Regions from separate parts of the Mus musculus genome. Here all the other regions are linked to region 3. Evidence: chromatin contacts called from public promoter capture Hi-C data. All regions are on one chromosome and are shown on one strand. Each heading gives the region's core, a stretch centred on a gene start, on an enhancer-like site or on the middle of the called end of the contact. The rest is flanking DNA. Distances are from core to core; before and after follow the strand shown.

The links. Promoter capture Hi-C pulls out the DNA fragments that hold promoters and counts their contacts.
Region 1: a promoter capture Hi-C map of liver shows a contact between it and region 3, with 4 times the contacts expected there. The contact joins the promoter of Dusp7 here to the promoter of Nckipsd in region 3. A contact is called at or near these places in 2 of 39 promoter capture datasets (liver and pre-B cells).
Region 2: a promoter capture Hi-C map of liver shows a contact between it and region 3, with 4 times the contacts expected there. The contact joins the promoter of Tex264 here to the promoter of Nckipsd in region 3. A contact is called at or near these places in 2 of 39 promoter capture datasets (liver and pre-B cells) and 1 of 9 other capture datasets (liver).
Region 4: a contact with region 3 is called in a promoter capture Hi-C map of pre-B cells, with 5 times the contacts expected there. The contact joins the promoter of Glyctk here to the promoter of Nckipsd in region 3.
Region 5: a contact with region 3 is called in a promoter capture Hi-C map of pre-B cells, with 3 times the contacts expected there. The contact joins the promoter of Rad54l2 here to the promoter of Nckipsd in region 3. A contact is called at or near these places in 3 of 39 promoter capture datasets (liver, maxillary cranial neural crest and pre-B cells).

The regions. Positions count from the first base shown.
Region 1 is chr9:106,367,342-106,370,041 of GRCm38.p6, reverse strand. Dusp7 (dual specificity phosphatase 7) reads right to left here and starts at 1,410. Exons shown (of 3, transcript NM_153459.4): 1 at 719-1,410. The coding sequence starts at 1,244.
Region 2 is chr9:106,684,586-106,687,285 of GRCm38.p6, reverse strand. Tex264 (testis expressed gene 264) reads left to right here and starts at 1,334. Exons shown (of 6, transcript NM_001081654.2): 1 at 1,334-1,451; 2 at 2,291-2,357.
Region 3 is chr9:108,807,010-108,809,709 of GRCm38.p6, reverse strand. It overlaps Nckipsd (NCK interacting protein with SH3 domain), which reads right to left and starts at 1,330. Exons shown (of 13, transcript NM_030729.4): 1 at 1,056-1,330. The coding sequence starts at 1,226.
Region 4 is chr9:106,156,705-106,159,404 of GRCm38.p6, reverse strand. It overlaps Glyctk (glycerate kinase), which reads left to right and starts at 1,267. Exons shown (of 4, transcript NM_174846.4): 1 at 1,267-1,916; 2 at 2,109-2,260. The coding sequence starts at 1,540. D030055H07Rik (a long non-coding RNA gene) reads right to left here. Exons shown (of 7, transcript XR_003948237.1): 6 at 2,171-2,412.
Region 5 is chr9:106,787,786-106,790,485 of GRCm38.p6, reverse strand. It overlaps Rad54l2 (RAD54 like 2 (S. cerevisiae)), which reads left to right and starts at 1,273. Exons shown (of 22, transcript NM_030730.2): 1 at 1,273-1,506.

The DNA.
Region 1 (2,700 bases), core at 161-2,660, 2.4 Mb after region 3:
GCAGGACTCCCCTCCCCTCCCAGCCTGTCTGCTGCCAGCAAGAGGCCATTTTGGAATGTTAATTGGAAACACCGGCTGCAGCCAATAGCTCCCCTCACCCCCTGGCCCGCAGGCAAGCTGCCTGTCTCCCCCTTCCATAAACTCAGGGGCAGCGAACTGAGGCCCATTCCCCATTCCCCAACACACACACACACTCACACCTGGGCCACTGCCCACACATCTGCAGAAGTGCCTCCAAGCCGTGATTCTGATTGATAGGGGCCATAGTGGGATCCCAGAGAAACCATCATAAACGGGCCCATGCACTGGAGGGTGGGTGATACTGAAAAAGGTACCTTCCCGATCCTATCTTCCTAATGACATAAATTCCTGTGGGCCCTGCTCTTTTCTGGGTTCCAGTACCGATCTCTCCCTTCCTCCGAGCTCAACTGGAGCCTGTGCGCTGTTGTCTACCCATCCACAGAGAAAAAAATTAAATAGGAAAGGGAAAGTTTGTTTCAGCCACTGAACGGTGCTGAGAAAGAGAACACAGATCGGGTTCCCTGTGCCTGGCTAAATCCACACCTTAGGGGATGGCTCCCAGAAGGGCGGATTCGGACCAGGGGCGACGTGGCGCCCGGCCTGGCCAAGCGAGTGGAAAGGAAACAGCCTGCAGCGAGGGCGCCAGGGAGCAGAGGCGCAGCCCCAATACCGCCTGGGGTCTAGGTTCTGTCCTCACCTTGGAGGTAGTAGGCCTGGCAGCCGTCGTCTCGCAGCTTCTGCAGGAGCAGGCCGAGAACGGAGGCGGGGGCGCCGGGCTCGGGCTGCCACTCCGCCGTGGCCTCGTCGTAGAGCAGCACGGTGGCCGCCTTGCAGCGCGTGGCGAAGCGCTCCTTGTCGGCATGGTTGGGAATGATGGAGCGGATGGGCAGGTTGCCTTTGCGCAGGCGGCGCAGCATGAGACCCGGGATGGCCAGGTTGATGGCCGTCTCAATGTGCGACGATTCGAAGAGCTCGTGCGGCCGGCAATCTAGCAGCAGCAGGGACGCGCCACCGCGCGCCTCCAGCTCCTCCTGCAGCCACTCGGCGCTCTTGCAGGGCATGGCCCCCGCTCCCGTCGTCGCTCCCGCTCCGATGCCTGCGCCGGACCCAGATCCCGCACCGGGCTCCGACCCCGCCCGAGTGCCCCCAGCCGCCGCCGCCGCCGCCGCCCCCGAAGTCGACATGTGCGCCCGCACTGGGGGCCCGCGGAGCTGGTTTTTCATGGGGATCCCGGGGCCGGGGCCGGGGCCGGGCAACCCAGCCCTGGGACGGCGCCCCGGCCGCGCTGGCCCCAGCCGCGTCTCCGGGCGCCCGCCTCCCGCCGAGCCGCGCGCCCGCCGCCCCGGCCTCCCAGCCTCCGGCCTCAGTCCCGCCCGGCCGGCCCTCCGCGCGTGCCGCGGCCTGACAGCCCCAATTAAACCGCGGCTCCGGCGGCCGCGCGCCCGGGCGTCCTCCGGGAGGCGGGGCCGTGAGGCCGGCGCCTGGGCTTAAAGGCACCGCGCCTCCGCAGCCCCTCCCCCGCAAGCGGCGCGGGAGCGCCCTCGGCCGGCTCCTACGGGCCCGCCTAGCCGGGACCTGGCTACCACCTGCCCAGGGGCGAGCCAAGGCGGCCTCGCAGATCTCTGGCTGAGCGCCTACATCTGTGCCTTGCAGAAAGGCTGCACTGGGACCCCACCTAACATTTACAGAAGCAGAATTTCTTCAGGATTGGGGGCAGGGGGCGGTCACCCAGAGCCAGTCTTCCCTCCTCTTGTCTGTTATCCTCATTCATTCTCTGATAGCGTTCATTCAACAAATGGAAACTGAATTCCTACTACGTGTCGTGCTCTGTGTTAGGCGGTCTTAGTTTCAGATGACCGCATCATCCCAACCCTTGATGGCCATAGGTTCCAGACCTGAGTTGGAGGGTCTGCTGAGGGAATAGGTGACTTGGGTTGGGGGGGGGGTGTTCAAGGACCGCTCTCGCAAATCGCAGGCAGAAGTGGAGGAATTCTGAAAGGACCAACCCTGGGTAAGGGAACGCGAGCTCTTTAAGAAAGCTTTTACAAGTGCGGTGGTGACTGGCCCGGAGTGAAGCGCCACGTGACTTTCCTATTGGGGCGGGTAGGAGGGAGGGAGCGCTCCATAATCAGCTTCCCTTCGCCTACCTCTCTCTCCAGGCACCAATCAAGTTTCGCGGTAGGCGGGCACGCGCTCGGCAGATAGTCAATCGCCGCCGAAAGAGGCTGCGGGGAAAGGAGGCGGGTCCCGCGGCGGGTCCACCCAGCTGGAAGTGGGCGGGGCCTCGTCCAGCGTGCTGTTCGGGCTCTCAGGCGGGTGGGGCTCAGGAGGTACGTGGCTCTGCAGGTAGGGCTCAAACAAAGCGGCAGGACCGACCGCAAGGTTTTGACCAGACCAAGGCGGTCTTTCCTTGGAGGGAGCTGTTCCTCCCAAGCCCCGAGTGCATTCTCTTAACAGGCTGGGGATCCCAACTTGAGGCTTAGTCCCTCACTCCGTCCCGGGCTAGTCATCTCTGAGCCAACTTGACCCTAACCCGGGATTGCGGTGTCAGGGGTGTCCGATCGGGCTACAGTTTCAATCTCCATCTCCCAATTAAATGTTCTCCCCCCTCCCTTTTTTTCTCAGCCGCAGGAGCCCTCTTCTACATTCGCTTAGAGAAAGGCCACAGTAGGGCAGCCA
Region 2 (2,700 bases), core at 85-2,584, 2.1 Mb after region 3:
CCAGGCTAAGGGAAGTGAGCCAAGACAGCAGGATGAAGAAAGAGTGTCTCCTGACAGTCATTTCCTGACACAGGCTAATGAGTTTCAGAGAGACAGAATTAACATGTGCTCTGAACCTGGGCCATGTGCCCTTCGTGTCTCAAGAACCCTATCTAGTGTACAGCCCACCTGCCCGAAGCAGCCAATCATTACCATGTTTGATGTTCACGGTAAAATAGCTATAATGACTTTCCTGCCCTCTCTACTTTGAAGACTTTTGAGTAGCTAGCTGCTTTTTCTTACCAGCCTGTCTACAGCATTGGGACATTTGTCTTGTGGATGACATTCAAGATCACATGTTACCCCATGGCTGCTGGCTTTTTCCAAAGTCATCTTATATGCTCTTTGGGTGATCAACTTTCCATAAAGCAATCTTGTCAGAAGTACTAATATAGTCCTTGGCCCAGCCTGTCTGGCATCAAGATTTATAAACAGCCAAGTTTACAAGCATAGTGGCCTTCCTCACTTCCAGCATAGATCTGGGCGTCTCAGGAGGTGCCCTCAGTACAGTGCTTTGAGATTCATAGGTCATCAGATCCTAGCTCAAGATTGAACCTGTATTGAAGGAGCTTACCCTTGACTTGGGAGTTACCTAAGTTATATTAACTTAGTAGAAACTCCCAGCAACCACAGCCAGGGCTGTGAAGTAGAAGCTTTGAAAAGAGGTGTTCCCTGGAGTGAACTTCCGGAGGCCAAGGCTTTCATTTGGTTCACTCAGTGTTTCCATAATAAAGGTTGGATGGAGGGATGGTCGTCCCTATGCTCAGAGAATCCCTGATGGGTGGCTGAGTGAAGACACTTAAATTTGCATTCTCCAGAGATTGTTCAGAGCATCTTTTGTTTATCCATAGCTTCCTCAGCTGTTAAGACCTGAGCAAGCGGCCAGACTTGAGAAGGTTCTGAGGGAAGGTGGCGAGAGTAAGACTGGTTCAGTTAGTAAGAGGCCGACATTGCTGTGCGGATCCTCTCTAAAATGCACAAACACTATTCAGTCCCGCTTTGGCTTCCTGGGCTTCTGGAGCAGGCAAACAGGCTGACTTTCCCGGTGCTTGGAGCCCGCCTTCACCCCTGCGCCTTCCCTTCCCTCCCTGTCGGCCAGGATACCTTGGGGTATTGGTTGGTTGTTGCTTGATCACCTTCAGGAGTTCCCCTTCATTGGAAGCAGGAATGTGTGTTGTGGGCCCAACCCAGCTGGGGGGGGGGGAGGCGGCGGGGGAGGCGTGCATGTTACCAAGGAGACGGGGCGGGGCAGGCCTCCGCCCTCCAAATCTGGAGCGCACGCGCCCACAGCCACGGTCACGTCCCGCCGCGAAAGGGGCGGAGCGAGCGCGAGGGGCAAGCGCACACAGGCTCCACGACTGAGCCCCTATCTTCCTCCGGCGCCCGTCCGCGTCCGTGGGGCCGCCGCTGAGGTGAGGGCGGGGCCAGAGGCGAGGCGTTCCCGACGGGGTGTCTGCCGGGGCTCCCCCTCATCCCCTCCCGCCTGCTCCCCGCGGCCTGAGCCGCCCTCTGCCCCGCGTCTGACTCACTGCTGGCCCAGCCTGCTTCCCGGGCCTGAAAGCGACGGGGAGGCGGTCCTGACCTCTCGGCGCGGATCCTGCCTCGGTGCTGGGTGCGGGAACGTCCGGGGTCCGTGGGACTAGAGGGGAACGGGCGGGGCCCTCACCTTTCAGCAGCGCTGCCTGTGGCCGCGCGTCGCGTCGCCGCTCCAAACTTTAGCGTGTCTGAAGTTGCAGAGGTGCAGGAGGCCGTGAAGCGAGCCGGGGCGGCAGGAAGCCGACAGCACGAAGCGGCGACCCCAAGGCCCCCCGGCTGCTAGCACCCAAGTTCGCCGGCGCAGGTCCCTTTAAGGGCCCGGCCCTCCGCAGAGCGCACGTGAGCGGCCTCCGGAAGCCTGCGCCTAGTCCCTACTCCGACGCTTGCGGGCCAAGGAAGTCATCTCTACCCTGCACCTCTGACATTAGTGGAAACTGAGGCCCAAGAGAGGGCACACGCTGCCCAAGGTCAGCAGCAGGGGTTGCGTTGGCGCCAAGTGTGGTAGTCGGGCCCAGTGAAGATCATAGGCATGACGTTGTGAAGCTGGACTTGGCCTGACTCCCCCCCCCCCCCCGCGCGATCTGAGGGTGGGGTTGGCGCGTTTGTAGACGGGTCCCCGTTCTGTGGGCTTTCCCTGGAACAGGGTTACTCAGGGCCTGCTTTGCTCACTGCCTGTGTCTAGGGCTGGGATGACTGTTCCTTTCTGCCCCCCTAGCGCCGGAGTACTGGAGCCCTGCTGGACTGGATGCTATGAGTTGCTAAAAGTGAGCCTGACTTTTTCGGTGAGCCTTCCCATCCCCTGTCCTCGCCTTTCTCTATTGGGTGTGGGGAAATTTGCCTTACTTCTTCCTTGGCTGACCAAAGCTCTGGGGATGGGCAGAAACATAGCCCCCTTTTTCTGAACAGTTTGCGAAGTGGAAGGAAGAGACAGGTTGGGAGCTAAGTTCCCTTAAACAGAAGTGTGTGGCAGTGCTTGTCACTCCCAAGACAGGCTATGGCCTAGATATTGAGAGCTTCTAGCCTTGAGATAAGCGAGGGCCAAAAGATGAAGTGCCTTTTTGGAAACCAGAGGAGGGAAAAACTGTCAGTGAACGGCGGTTAGACTGTTGGGTTCCCATGGCCTGT
Region 3 (2,700 bases), core at 81-2,580:
GTCCCTCGTCTTTAGCAAGACCAGATGACATTTCCAAATTTATCACAGTATTTCTGTCCTTAACTGGGCTGGGACAGGATGTTTCCATAGCTAGGGACTATGAGTCTGGAATAGCCCAGACTGCCCTGGGTCCCCTTCCTCCTGCAGTCAGAATAGGCTAGCTGGAGACACTGCAGCAGGACTACTCTTGAGCAAACAGGAACTGGAGCAGGCTCCACTGGAAGGGGACCAGGCCATCTTCAGAACGGGAAACCATGAAGGAGGCTCACTTCCTCACAGTGTGGACAGCTCCCATTCCAGGATGGAGCGCCCAGATTTCAGAGGAAGGAAACCAGAGAAGTCAGGAGTGGAGGCTTGGGAGAAGTGGGGGCTGTGCCAGGGAACCTTGTCTATCAGCAGGGGCCAGGGGCCTTGGTTCCTGAAGGGTTGGGGAATTGTCCTTGGGGAGAGCTTGATAGGTGGGCGGGTTCGGGATACAGAGATACTACAGGAATTGGGACTCGCATAAGGGACAGGAATGCCTGTGGCTCTGGGGTCCAAGTGTGTGGGTGGGGTGGGGACTAAGAACCTGGAGGGTGGTTGAGGAAACAGGTGGTGTATGAGGTGGCACAGTCAGTGGTGGGCACGGTGATCTTTACAGTTAAAGGTGGAGGCTACAGATTGATGGGAGATGGGCATCCTAGGGATTCAGGAAAGGGGAACGAATAGGGTTTGGAGGTCTAAGGGACTTGGATAATGAATGGACTGGAAGTCTCTGGATCCAGCTCGAGAATTCAATGCAGATGGAGGCTCTGATTATCGATGACAGAGAGTCCCTGTTCCAGAATTAAGCTTTTCACGGGCCTGCGGTTAAATGTCAAAGGCCTAGTCTCGGGTGGGTGTTGACGGCCCTTCCGGAGGGGTCTCAGTCCTTACGGCTCTTGGGACTTAAGGTCAGAGTCTCAACCTCCTTGTCTGGTAGAAGTCCCGAAGAATCTGACTGAGCTTCCTGGATCGGTTCTGCGTGCTGGTGAAGGGGTTCGGTCGAGAGGCCTGGGACGGAGGGACACACTCACCTGCAGGCGATGCAGGTAGGCAGGCGGCACGTACCCGGTCTCGCCACTGCGCGCCCGTGCTGCTAACCACCAGTGCGTGCTGCTGCGCTCCAGCACCAGGAAGGTCTCGCCTGCAGCGAACGCCATGGCGTTCGGCTCCGCGGAGCGGAACGCATACAGCGCGCGGTACATGAGGCCGGGCCGGGCCGGGCCGCGAAGCGCCGGGGCTGGGTACGCGACGAAGGTTGCGGTGCCGGGAAGCCAGGCCCTGAGTGCCGCGCCGCCCGGCGCTTGCCCCGCCCCGCCCCGTGACACGCCGCGCGTGCGCATGCGCGACCGCCGGAACCCCGCCCCAGGAGCGAGTCGGCTCCAGTATTGGAGCGCCGCGCCCCCTCGCGGCCGAGAGAGGTTTGGCGGGGCGGGGTGGGAGTCTCCAGTTCCTTCAGGCCTCAGACTCCAGTCAGCTGACTTAGGGTCCTAACTCCCTCTCCCTGGCTTTCCTCCTCCTTTCCCAGCTCAGGTGCAAGCGCTGCGTTCCTTCCCACCTCCTGATGAAGGATGCTTATAGCCAGTGCGTCCCTGGGGACGGGGATATGGTGTTTTGCTTTGAGGAATCCTGATCAGACATTTGGAAGTTCTTTCTGGGGAGGGGTCTCCCCAGCGCATCTAGGCCTCACAGTGCCTTAGTACAAAGTCCCTACTCTGTCGCTGAGGTGGTGGACAAGTGTGGAGGGCAAGGGACAAAACCAGGTTGTACTGTCCAGAATGCATCTTTGCTACCCACCACATATACACTCCCTTCATATATACTGGCTTCTTTCCTATCTTGAGTCTTGCATCTGTTCTATTTGAACACTCCCTTCTGGACCACGCCCCAACTTGTCAATGACTATCCTTTTGCCATTTTTGTTGTTACAAAAGGATTTAAGTCTATGACCTAAGGTCATATTTACTCATAACGAATCAAACTGCGTGTATACATGCATCTCCTGTTTTAAAAGGCTGTCTGTTACCAACCCTGTCCTGCCCCAACATCACAAATGGCACTGGGGAAAAAAAATGGTTAGGGCAGAAGGCTGATAGGGTAGGGACTGAACACATGAGGTTTAAAAAGCATGTTTTGAGTTCTGAATGGTGGCATGATCCCAGCATCCAGGAGGCAGAGCTGTAGAAAGCCAAGATCAAGACCAGCCTGGGCTTCATAGTAAGAATCCGTCTCAAAGAAAGAAAAAGCATCCCTGACCTTCAGTTTAATATTCAGCCTAGCCATCCACATCTTTGAAATCCTTGGCATCCCTCGGTCGTAGTGAAGAAGGCCTAAAGGATCCTTGCATACTCTCCACTAATCTAAGGAGCACAGGATATACACACCATCAGACAATGTTCCAAGGCAAGGTCTCACTGTGTAGTTTTGGCTGTTCTGGAACCATGTAGACCAGGCTGGCCTTAAATCCAATGATCCATCTGCCTTTGCCTCCCAAATGCTGGGACTTAGGGCAGGTGCCACCACACCTGGCTTTTTCCCCCTAAAGACAAGGTCACACTAGCAGCACCAACTGGCCTGAAACTAACAGCAATCCAACTCCCTCTGCCTGAGTACTTAGATGAGCCAGACTACACCTAGACTTCGCTAATCTATTTTTAGGCATGGTGGAGGTAGGCCCAG
Region 4 (2,700 bases), core at 18-2,517, 2.7 Mb after region 3:
GGGAAAGCTAGCTGGGAACTACAAGGCTAAATGGCGGAGGTTTGGCAGGCGCTACGTTGTTTAGGAGTGGGATAAACTGTTACCTGGAGTTTTCTCTGTCAGCTTGTACAGAGAATCAGAAAGCCCTAGGTGTCAGGAAAATACGAGCGTCAGTCTCCCAAGCACTATGGAGAACTGGATGACTTTATGCATGCTAGGGAAGGTCTCTCCCACAGGACTACACTTTCAAGTTCCCTTGAAAAGTGAGAGTTAGGCTTCATTGTGTCCCACATCTTGCAAATGAGCTCAGTGTGAGAAAAGATATACTAATACACGCTTTAAAAAAAGCTAGAACCCCATCCCTAGACTCCGCCCTCTTCCACCCATGCTTACGGATACAGTTGTCTTTCTACCTTTTTAGGGGCTTGAATGTAGCTCAGTGGTAGAGCGCATGCTCGCTCGTTACATGGACAGCCCGGGCACAGTCTTCAGTACCCTCCTGTCCCTAAACTTAGATATCTTTTTGCAGCTGAGTCTTTTATTGTTCCTGTATAGTTACGCTGTAGCTTCCCGACCTTTACCCCAAGACCTTTCTGTCCTTCACTCTGCCCAGTGGAGAAAATGATTGTTTGGGCTTCATTACTGGAACCCGGCCTTTGCCTGCTCTAGCACTGGGCTGTTTTTGTTGTGAAGGGTGTAACTCAGGACTTGTTTTTTGCTATCATGGAGCCAGAAAGGGATGTTCCTGGCAAGGCTGATCATGACCAGCTGTATGGGGACAAGGGTGTCTGGTCTTGTCCTATAGATTGAGCCCCATAGCACATGTCCTTTTGCTTATAACCTGGGGACTTGCTGAAGGTCTGACCTTGAGTGAGATTTGTGGTTACTCTTGATTCGTGCCTGGACCACTTGCTGAACTAGCCTGAGTCCTGAGCTTCCTTAGGCTGTGTGCACTGGTAAATCTGCAGCCTTTCCACATGGACCCAGCTTTGCCAGACTGGTTGTATGAGCTAACAGAGCAGGCTAGAGGTCAATGGACTCCGGGTCAGTTGGCTAGACAACCAATAGCCTTTTTTTTTTTTTTTCTTGGCAGTAGAAGTGGTAAAGGAACGTCTAAGGCATAAATGCCAGAAAGGGGGCACTGCCGTGGTGTGAGGGCTTTGGAAGTACAGGATGTGGAAGAAGAATGGCCCAGGGGCCTGCTGGTAGGAACGGCGTCCTTCATGAATGATTAACTTCTAGGCAAAGGAGGTGACCTAGGAGGAAGGTCCACTTAACAGGAACTTTGGACTTGGAGCAGAGTGTCCAGAAGACTGGTGTGTGGTCTACAGAAGAGGACGTGGCTGGGCATCAGGGCTGGGCTTTCAGGGCTGGTGTAAGATCAGGTTTGCTGCAGGCTTCATGACTTCTCCAGGTTTCATTTCAGGTTATGGAGTCCGCCAGTCCTGAGCCCTCGGAGGGGTGGCCATGATGGATGGTGGGGTTCTGTCCGTGGCCTCACTCCTTCTCCTCCCTCTCTAGGCAGCTATGGACACGAGGCTGTGCTGAGAGAAGCGGGGCATGGCTGCGGCCCTACAGGTCTTGCCCTGTCTCCTCCGAGCCCCATCCCGTCCACTCCTCTGGGGGCCCCCAGTGGCCCGGATGACCAGTGGTATGGCTTTGGCAGAACAGGCACGGCAGCTGTTTGATAGTGCAGTGGGTGCTGTGCAGCCAGGCCCCATGCTGCAGAGGACACTGTCCCTGGATCCTAGTGGCAGACAGCTGAAGGTGCGGGACCGGACTTTCCAGCTGCGGGAAAACCTCTACCTAGTGGGCTTCGGCAAGGCCGTACTGGGCATGGCAGCTGCTGCCGAGGAGCTGCTGGCTCAGCATCTTGTGCAGGGTGTGATCAGCGTACCCAAGGGGATCCGAGCCGCTATGGAACATGCTGGAAAGAAGTAAGAGTCTATGGGCGCAGGGGGACGCCCTCTACTGTCCTTTGGAAGAACACCTCCCTTCCTCTTTGATCTCCCTATCTCCTGGGTCTGGCCTGGTTTCTAAATGGGTTATCAGTGGGCCGCTTTCACCTGTACAGCTGAGAAGTCAGGTCGGAGGAGAGGAGCCCACCCCCATCCCTTCTCCCTTCTCAGAGAGATGCTGCTGAAGCCACACAGCCGCATCCAGGTGTTCGAGGGCGCCGAGGACAACTTACCGGATCGGGATGCACTCCGGGCCGCGCTGACCATCCAGCAGCTGGCAGAGGGGCTCACTGCAGATGACCTGCTGCTGGTGCTCATCTCAGGTGTGGGACCAGCCGACAGGGGTGCCCCGAGTACCATATGGTCACAGGGTGAAGTCAGGACCATGGCAGACAGTGAGGAACCTGGAGGGTACCTAGTGAGTGGTGTCAGGTTGGTCACCTCTCCTCAGCTGGAAGTTCACCCTGTTGAACATCTGTAATGGTGAAGGCACAGCTGGGTACTAACACTGACACACATCAGAACCTTTGGAAGACATTGCTGTCTGCAGCGGTGTCATTCGTGCTCCTGAAGCTGAGTTTCCAGACCCCATGGATCTCTCTTCTTGCTTATTTGCTGTTTTTTCTTGCTCTTTCTTAGTTAAATTTAAAAACAAAAATTTTTGGGGGGTATTGGGGATAGAGTTCAGGGCTTCACACAGGCTAGGCAAGCACTTTGCTAGCAAGCTTCTCCTGGGATCTGGTATACCCCTACTAGGGGACAA
Region 5 (2,700 bases), core at 24-2,523, 2.0 Mb after region 3:
GATTAAAGGCGTGCGCCACCACTGCCCAGCTCTTTTAAGTTTATTTGAATGAAGAGCCATCAATAGCCATCTATATGTTTCAGAACAGTGGCTTCCTGAGAGGAAAGAATAGAAGAAACTTCTATCACGGGGAGGGAGGGGGGAACGGGACGGCGGTGGGGGAGGGCGGGGAGCCATTGTTGGCTCCTGTTACTCCAAGCTCAGTTATGAAAGAGAAATAAGTTCTTCATATAAGCTCACTTATGTGAAGAGAGATAATAAGTAAGGCTCCTTTAGAGTCTCTGGTCTCATTTTTGTCCCTCTGGTCATTTATAGGGCTATTATCTGTACATATTTAAACTTTTGTAATTTGAGAGATGGTTCTAATAACTGGACTGGTGCCACATGCCTTTAATTCAAGAACTTGAGAGGTAGAGGCAGGTGGATTTCTGAGAAACCCTGTCTCGAAAAACCAAAACAACAACAACAAAAACCAATAATGAACCTAACAAACAAAAAAAACTTAAAAAAAAAAAAAACCAGACCCACATACCCAATATTTTCATCTTTCGCTCATATTCACTTTGGCGGTGGTGGGGGTTGCGGGTGGAGAGCCAAGGTAATGTAGTGGAAAGAGACAACAATACAGCTCATAAGAAAGTGGAGCATAACAATCTCCAACTTCAGGGAGAAACCTACGTTTGAGTGCGATCCCCCCTCCGCAGTACTCCCCCCTCCCAACTCGGCCGTCGCCTCTGCTAGTTTTCTGGAGACAGCTGCAGTCAACAGGAACCACGGACAGGTAGGGAGGAAGGGAGGAAGACCGAGAATTACAATGGCATGCATCAATTCAAGGAAGAACAACTTTTGTTGGAAGCTACAGCTGTAGTAGCATTGACTTTTGACAGCACCCTCAACGAATTTACACCTCATATCCGCACTATCTCGTTCCCGGTATGTTTTGACGTAATACCAAATTGAGAAGTGTAGGAGCTCAGGCTCATTTGTACTGATAAGTGTGTGTTTTTGGTAGTTAGTAAAATCCATTCAGTTGGCTCTACCAGTTCCAGGCAGGTTCTAGCATGGGATTGTTTTTGTTTTCGATTTTGTTTTATTTCTTATTTTATTTTTTTAGTCTCACTTATTCATGAAAAGGTCCTCTGTAGTAAATACACCTTACTCACCCAAGAATCGCCGTTTAGTGTCTTTCCCTGGGAAAGAACAACAGGACTCACAGCGGAACTTTGCTGCGGGTGGCTTGTGTTCCCGCCCGGGTGGCCGGGTGAGAGGGCCGGGAGGGGGAAGCTTTCTGGCGCGGACCGCGAGCGGAGGCTGAGAGCGCCGCCGCCGGAGAAGACCGACCCTCGGCCAGAGCCAGCCTGCGGCGCCCGGGCCTGGCTGGCTGCTTCCCGCCTCAGCCGCTTCTCCGGCTCCCGCCGCCGCAGACACTGTCCAAGAGGGTGCGGCAGAACGCGAGGTCCTACGGCCCAGCCCGGTCCGGTGCGGCCCGGATCCGTGGCACGGGAGGTGAGAGCCCCTGCGGTCCCCTTACTCCCTGCCGGGGCCGCTGGGACCCGCAACAATGGGGACGCGGCCAGAGTCCCCGGCGTGCAGCAGCCTGGGGTAGCAAGCTACTCCTGGCGGCTTGGGCCTTGGGGGGAGCTGCGTCCGACCTGGGAAACTCCAGTGACTGTAGGCTTGGAGGGGGTCTTGGCATCCACCCGGGACTTCAGTGGCTTGATATTTTGGGATTTCGTTGTCAAGGAAGGCAGTCGTAATTACCGAGACTGAACTACAGTGGCTATGCGCTCCTGATGTTATATTATAACACCGGCAAACCGTGCCGTGGTTTGAGGGAGAGGGATTGTGGTTCGAATTTTAGGGACCCCTGTGGCTTGGTCCCTAGTGGACATAGGTGTGGGTCTCTGAACTCCCTCGGGCCGTCTGAGAATTTGTTAGGCTGAGTCGGGTTTGGGGAGAAGAGGCATGGAGAGTTTAGCTTCTCTGAGGTAATTGGTGAGTAGTTCCTGGAAAGGCACGAGCTTAGTTGGGCACAAAAGAGTTGAGCTAGGAGCTAGATGGATCCTTCACGGCTAAGATGTATCCGAGTTAAGAGTGGTTCTCAGGTAGGAAACTTGTCACAGGAGTAGTGTTAGCTGCATTGGGTTAGGAAAAGGCCGATGCGAGCTGGGGAGGGAGGGAGAAGATGGCCGGCAGCTTCTGGGGTCGAAGAATTGGCTTTATGTGGGTCATGGTGGCTGTCTGGGAGTAGAACAAGAGCACTTTGCAGAGTGGGCTTCCTGCTAGAGAATGACCTCTTACTGCGGGGGAGTGTGTGACTCAGATCTGTTAGATTACTGCTCTTGCTGGCGGATGTGGCTGACTGTTGATGCCTGGACTTTGAAGCTGGAATGGGTATTTGGGGGGGCTTAATGAATTTGTTCTAGAGGAGAGGACAGTGTGGACCTTTCCTTCTTACTCCAAAGTCAGTGTGGTGGCTGTCGCCGGCAGTCATTTAAGTAACAAATTTCTTAATGGTATTTGACTTTAAAGCTTTTCTCTGTTCATTTTTTCCCCCTTTGCCCTCTTTTTTGAATTGTGACTCATATTTTGTTTTTAGCACTGTGGCTATTGTTTGTAATGATCCACAAACCTAGACCCCATAGTATGTTGTAATTCTTGGAGCTTTCAGTACAATTCTTCTAAGCCCAAACTAATGTA